Regions from separate parts of the Anser cygnoides genome. Here region 1 is linked to region 2. The links are chromatin contacts, called in public Hi-C maps. All regions are on one chromosome and are shown on one strand. The core of a region is the stretch at or near the end of the contact, and the rest is flanking DNA. Distances in the headings are between cores, read along the strand shown. Region 1 holds the start of EIF5 (eukaryotic translation initiation factor 5). Region 2 overlaps TRAF3 (TNF receptor associated factor 3).

What was found. A called contact is a pair of places that touch in the nucleus more often than the background predicts.
Region 1: a Hi-C map of liver shows a contact between it and region 2, with 5 times the contacts expected there. The contact joins the promoter of EIF5 here to the enhancer-like site in region 2. A contact is called at or near these places in 2 of 7 Hi-C or Micro-C datasets (both in liver).

The regions. Positions count from the first base shown.
Region 1 is chr5:56,129,260-56,132,082 of Taihu_goose_T2T_genome, forward strand. It overlaps EIF5 (eukaryotic translation initiation factor 5), which reads left to right and starts at 1,413. Exons shown (of 12, transcript XM_066998393.1): 1 at 1,413-1,522; 2 at 1,693-1,888.
Region 2 is chr5:55,718,663-55,721,419 of Taihu_goose_T2T_genome, forward strand. The region is part of intron 4 of TRAF3 (TNF receptor associated factor 3); the gene reads left to right. Among named protein-coding and RNA genes, the nearest start is that of TRAF3, 33 kb to the left of the region's middle. Within about 2 kb of position 1,424, at least 1 of the 3 cell types and tissues checked has open chromatin away from gene starts, as enhancers often do. A contact at or near this core is called in liver, where this site is marked.

The DNA.
Region 1 (2,823 bases), core at 163-2,662, 410 kb after region 2:
GTATTGGGGGACGTGCACATTTATTTCTTCCAGGTTTGTTGCTCTGCCGCTCTAGTTGAAAGAACAAGTTTTTTATTATTGTGTGTCACAGAAAGTGTCCATAACAATAGCCCAGCTTTTCTTTTATGATTTCTAAGAAAATCTCATTTATCAGTCACCTTAGTATTTAAACGCAGTATTTTTGCGTATCAGACCAAAAATGTTCAAGGCATACCTAAAGGCTCAGTATAAGGGGTTTGCTCTGACCACGCCAACATGTTATCAAAGTCAGCTGGGAAAACTGTTTCAAAACTAACTTAGGGAGAAATTTAGAGTATATGACATTATATAATGTCGCTACTCATTTTTATCTTCGTTACTTCTTTTTCCCTATACACCCACATAGCCATCAAGAGGCTTCCCAACATTGTTCACTAAGCCACAGTGACAGGAACTGGAGTCTTCTTGTTCTGCCTGGCAGTATTGAAAGAGGTAAGAGAATTGATTGATCACTTGATTGGTAAAGTTTAAAAAAGCTCTTTGCCAAAATTATTTGTGTTCTGAAACATCCAAAATATGTAATCCTGTCATATTGGAGGGCTGGAGATGGAAGACATGGAAAGAACAGAGCACAAAAAAGGACCCATGTTCCTGCTTTTAAAACATATAAATCCAAACTTGCTTTATCTAGGGTGCTGATTAAGCTAAGGAGGTCTAGCAGCATTTTATATTAAGAACTGAAACTAGGTGCACACAGAATTTGAATTATCCTTTGTAAGAGACAAAGGCAGCCCCAGCACCCAGAGGTATCCAAAGCTGAGTCGCTATGACAGGGACAATAAATAGGCCTTTTCCTGCACACAAAAGCAGGCCGTACAGGAAAAACACAATGTATTCAGCATTTTAATTGTTTAAAAGTGTTTGTAACACAAATTAGCTGCTGCGATGCCAAACATTTGGCCGCTGCCCGTCTATGACGAGCTGCACCCCCCCCAAATTTTCATTCCTACAGCATTGCAGGTCGTGCTTTCAAACAAACCACGGCCCCGGCCTGGTCAGAGCACCCTGCCACGAGGGCCGGCGGCGATTTTGTGTGGAAACCGAGGCGAGAGAAAGACCAGGGCCCTCCCCGAAGGGGTCTGTGTGTTTTTGGAGGGTGCTTGTGGGGGACACGTGTGATGGCGTCTCCCAGCACAACGAGGGGAACGGAGCACGGGAAAGGAGCCGGGGAGAGCGCGCAGCTCCCGCTGCCTCAGCCCGCCGCCCGCCGCCCCTCAGCGCAGTCTCGCGAGAGCCGCCCCGCGTAGACGCGATGTCCTTTGGGGCACTGGCGGGGGGAGGGCGGGGGAAGGGCAGCGAAGCGAGGGGCGGTTTGATTGACGGCGGCCTCCACCAGTGGGCGAAGGGCACGGCGAGCCCCGAGCCAATAATTTCTCCCCGGAGCGAGCGGCGAGCCAATGGGGGGGGCGGGGGGGCGGGGCGCGCCGCTGGCTGATTGATCCCAGCTTTGGCGTTGTTCAGTCAGAGCGAGAACATTCTAGAGGTGAGTACGGGGCAGCCATTGCCGGGGTCCCGTCAGCCGCCCCCTTCTGCCTGAGCTGCGCGCCGGCCGCCGCAGCTCCCTCCCCCCTTCCCTCTTCTCCCCCCTCCTCCTCCCCCCTCTCCTCACAGGTGCCGCCGCTAACGATGCCCCTGGTTGTGTCTTGCCCGCAGATTGTCCGGCACTGCTGTCCCTGCTGATAACGCCCGCCTCAGGACGCCCGGACCCGGAGGCTGCGGCGTCCGCCTCCGCCTCCTCCGCCTCCGGCTGGATATAAGCGCCCCCACGGCCTCGTTCTCCTCGCACACTCGGCTTCGTCGCAGCCCGGGGCGAGCAGCGTTGGGTTTATGTCTTTATTGGACGAAAACGGTGAGCGTTTGGGCTGGGGAGCAGCGGGTGAGGGCGGTTGGAAGGACGAGGTCGGTGCGGGGCGGCAGGCGGGCGGGCTGGGGCGCCGCGTTGTTGACGGGGGGTGTATTTTTATGAAGAAATCTCCGGCACCCTTTTAGAAGGGAACATGGAGATACCTTCAACAACGATCGCTCGCCCCTTATATTTTTTAATTTCGTATTTTTTTCAAGTTTTGGGGCGGATTATTCCTTTGATTGTGCCCCCCCCCCAGCTCCCCGCGCCATGCGACGAGACAAAATGGCGGCGGCTGGGCCGCGCCTCCCCGTGCTTGGGGGGTTGGGGGTGGGGAGTGGGGGGAGGCTTCTTTTGGGGGGCTGTGCCGCAGTTACAGCCTCGCGGCGGGGGGCAGGGGGCGCCCGATCGGCAAGGGTTAGCCCTGGGGAAGGGGAGGGAGGCTGGGGGGGCGGCCAGGGAGCGTCCCCCCCTTCCTAGGGAGCGCATGCGTGGCTGGAGGTGACACCCACACCCCCCCCCGATCTTCTCTGGGGCTGACTCAGTGCTTAATTGCTGCATTTATGAGTCATCGCGGGCCTGAGCGGGGCGGGGAAACGGGGCTTTGAAGCTGGGAGGCTGTCTGCCTTCCCGCTTCTTCGGCTCTGCCCAATAAATATGGGGGGGGGGGGTGATTGGGATGAGGTGGCTTAGAGACCAGGAGAGGGAGCTTTAGTCTACAGCAGACAGACAAAAGCTGTAATATGGAAGGAGGGGAAACCACGCATTCTAAAAAGCTTATGCTCAGTCACCAAGATACCTGCTTCCTCAGTGCCTCTGCAAGCACGTGGTCAGATCACATGCTGGCTCTTTTTTAGACATCCTGGGGAAGGTAGCCTCGTGCTTGGAACGAAATTCGTGGTGCAGTTTTTGCTGAAGGGTAAAACTGCGTCAGGACTAAT
Region 2 (2,757 bases), core at 174-2,673:
GTGGTTCAAGCGACATACATGGTTATTCTTTTGAAAGTACTTCAAGATACCAGATCTTTTTTTATACTTACGGTTTCCCAGTTCACCTAGGAAAAGAAGGAATAGTCTATACCATTCAACCCAAATCCAGTTTTGCTATTGGTTCAGTAATTTTTAGTGCGTAGAGCCCTTAAACATGGTGAAACCTGCTTTAGTTGCTTGAGAGCATAGCAGTTCATGTATAAGGATAGGCCTTTTCTCTGTACCAGATCGTATTGTAATAGCTATAAAATAACTTCTTCACAGCGGGAGTTTTGAGCACTGGAGCAGGTTACTCGGGGAGGCTGTGGTATTGTCAGTCTTCAAGGTTTTGAAAACTCAGCTGGGCAAGGCCTTGAGCAGCCCAGTCTTTGAAGTTAGCCTTGTTCTGAACAGGAGGTTGGGCTAGATAACCTCCAGAGGTCTCTTCCAAGCTGAATGATTCCAGGGTACTGTACCTAATAACTGACTGAAGAGCTAGTGAGTGGCCAAAGCTTCTCATGCAGAGAGTACTCAGTCTTTCCCGTGTGCATTCAGATGCTTGTATCTTATGTGCTTATATCCAAGTAGTGATTCTTTTCTCCCAACTCCCTGTTGATTTTTTTTTTCTATTTTGTATGTTATATCAAGGTCATGTTCAAAGTTGGTTTGTATTAGTTTATGCAAGGAAGGTGGATGCTTACACAAGTGTAAGATGAAGGTTATAGCAGTTAAAATACCCAGTTCTTTTTACTACATGAAAAAGTTTTTACATGCCAGTGCTGCTTTTATTTTTGTATAGGAATTAGTATTTGAATGTGTTGCACGAAAAAACGTGAGGGATGGTCTCATGCTTTTCACCGTGTAAAGTTATACCTGAAGTTGGTGACTGCCACCCTCCCCTGTCCCCCCTTGGTGCCCCTCAGAACTTCCCCACAAAGCATACACTAGAAACACTGAAGCACTGGTGGTTGATCCTGTACGTGTTGTACAGAGACAGTAAACAGTGCATCAAACAGAACAAGCGCACGGAGGGGAAAAATCATTAACTTCCCTGTACAAACAAGAAGAGGGAAGTGACTTTTGAACTTGGTACGAGGCAAAATCAATGGATGATCCTGTGCTTTCAAACCTGCCGCTCCAGTGCTGCTTTGGTCACTACCTAGATACTTCTGTGGTGAGAGTTAAACTACTTACGTTTTATTTCTCAGTTCTTCTTCTGTGCCCCTGCTCAGACTCAACAGCTGTGGGGCTTTGGCCTGAACATCAGGCCAAGGTGGTGCCTGGATGCTGTGAGACCAGGCCTCTGCAGTGAGATACCTCATGCTCAGGAGCTCTGGAGTCAAAATACCCATGGCAGTCTTCCTGCTCAGCTTTAATTTTTTTTGACATTTGTTGCATTGGATAAATTGATAATATGTTGTCACTGATATACTCCTTTCAGCTTGCATTATTGTTTTAACCAGTCATCGTGTTATGGCAGTATGTTGTATATTATAATTGAATTCAGAAGTGCAAGCAAAATTGAGTCGGAAGACTGTCTAAAAGATAGTAAAAGAGAGGTGTATGTTCTTTTCAATAGGTATGTACTAGGAATTTATTAGAAGCTATAAAATGCTGAAAGACAAAGTTAATTTTTTCATCGTTTAAAGTAATTCTGTGCGATAACTTGAAGCAATAACTTTGTGATAGAAACACGTAGGCTAGGAAGACTGAAGAACTAGAAATACCACTGCAAGTAAACAATTATTTGGTTCTCTGAGGGTATCCTGTAAATTACAAAAGAAAATTCTGTGAAGACTGAAACTGAAGAAGTCTGGTGTCTGGTTTCCTACAAATCTGTGCACTATATCCCCTTCTTGACCCAATTCTCCCCCTTCCTCAATAATTAAAAAAAAAGGCCTTCAAACACCCTACCTTCCCATTACAGTAATAGAGAGGATGAAGACCACCCAGTTTGCCTAGACAAGGGGGAGCTGGTGGTTTAGATGTAGCTTATGCAGACTGGCCAGCTGATAGACCACACAGAGGCGGTGGTGTTTGAGGTTGCACTTTCCTAGCCTTTTACTCACTGGGATGCTACATTAAGTTTCTCTTTCTGTTCCCCACAGAGCTGCCCATTTTCATGAGACCTGTCTGTACAGTTGGTTCCCAGTTGGTTGTGTTGTATTTTTTTCGAGAGGCTGATACACGAATGGAAGGATGGATAGAAAACAAGGAGCCCTATTTCAGTAAAAACTAGGTTTAAGAAGAAAACACTCCATATTACCGAAAATGGCCTAGTTAGGATAGGACACTAAAGTTTGTGTTTTCTTACACTTCTTAAATAAAAATATAAATGCTGCTCTTTGAAGAAGAAAGGTCGGATCATCTTAATTGGTCACTGTTCTGTTGTGATCTTTAGCTCCCATCCAACTTCAGGTTTCTTCTTTCAGAGCTTAATTTAGGTATTGTGTGTGCAGCACCGTTCTCTTTGGGTAACTTCTGTTGTTAGTGTAGCTTGCAATTTGATGGAAAAGCTTTTCTGTCCTAAGTAAAACAAAAGTAGATTGTATCTTTTGTTATCTTCATAACATAAACATTTTATTGAAATAGCTGCTTGACCTTTTTTGATTTTAAAGTTTTGGTAAAAGCTTATTTGCTTTATATTGCCAATGTATTGAAACTGTCTTCATGCAGAGCTTGCTAAGTAGTAAATACTGCGTTCCAATTCTAAATGAGCTTTTTGGGGATTCAGTAAGAGTTACGGATTGTTTTTGT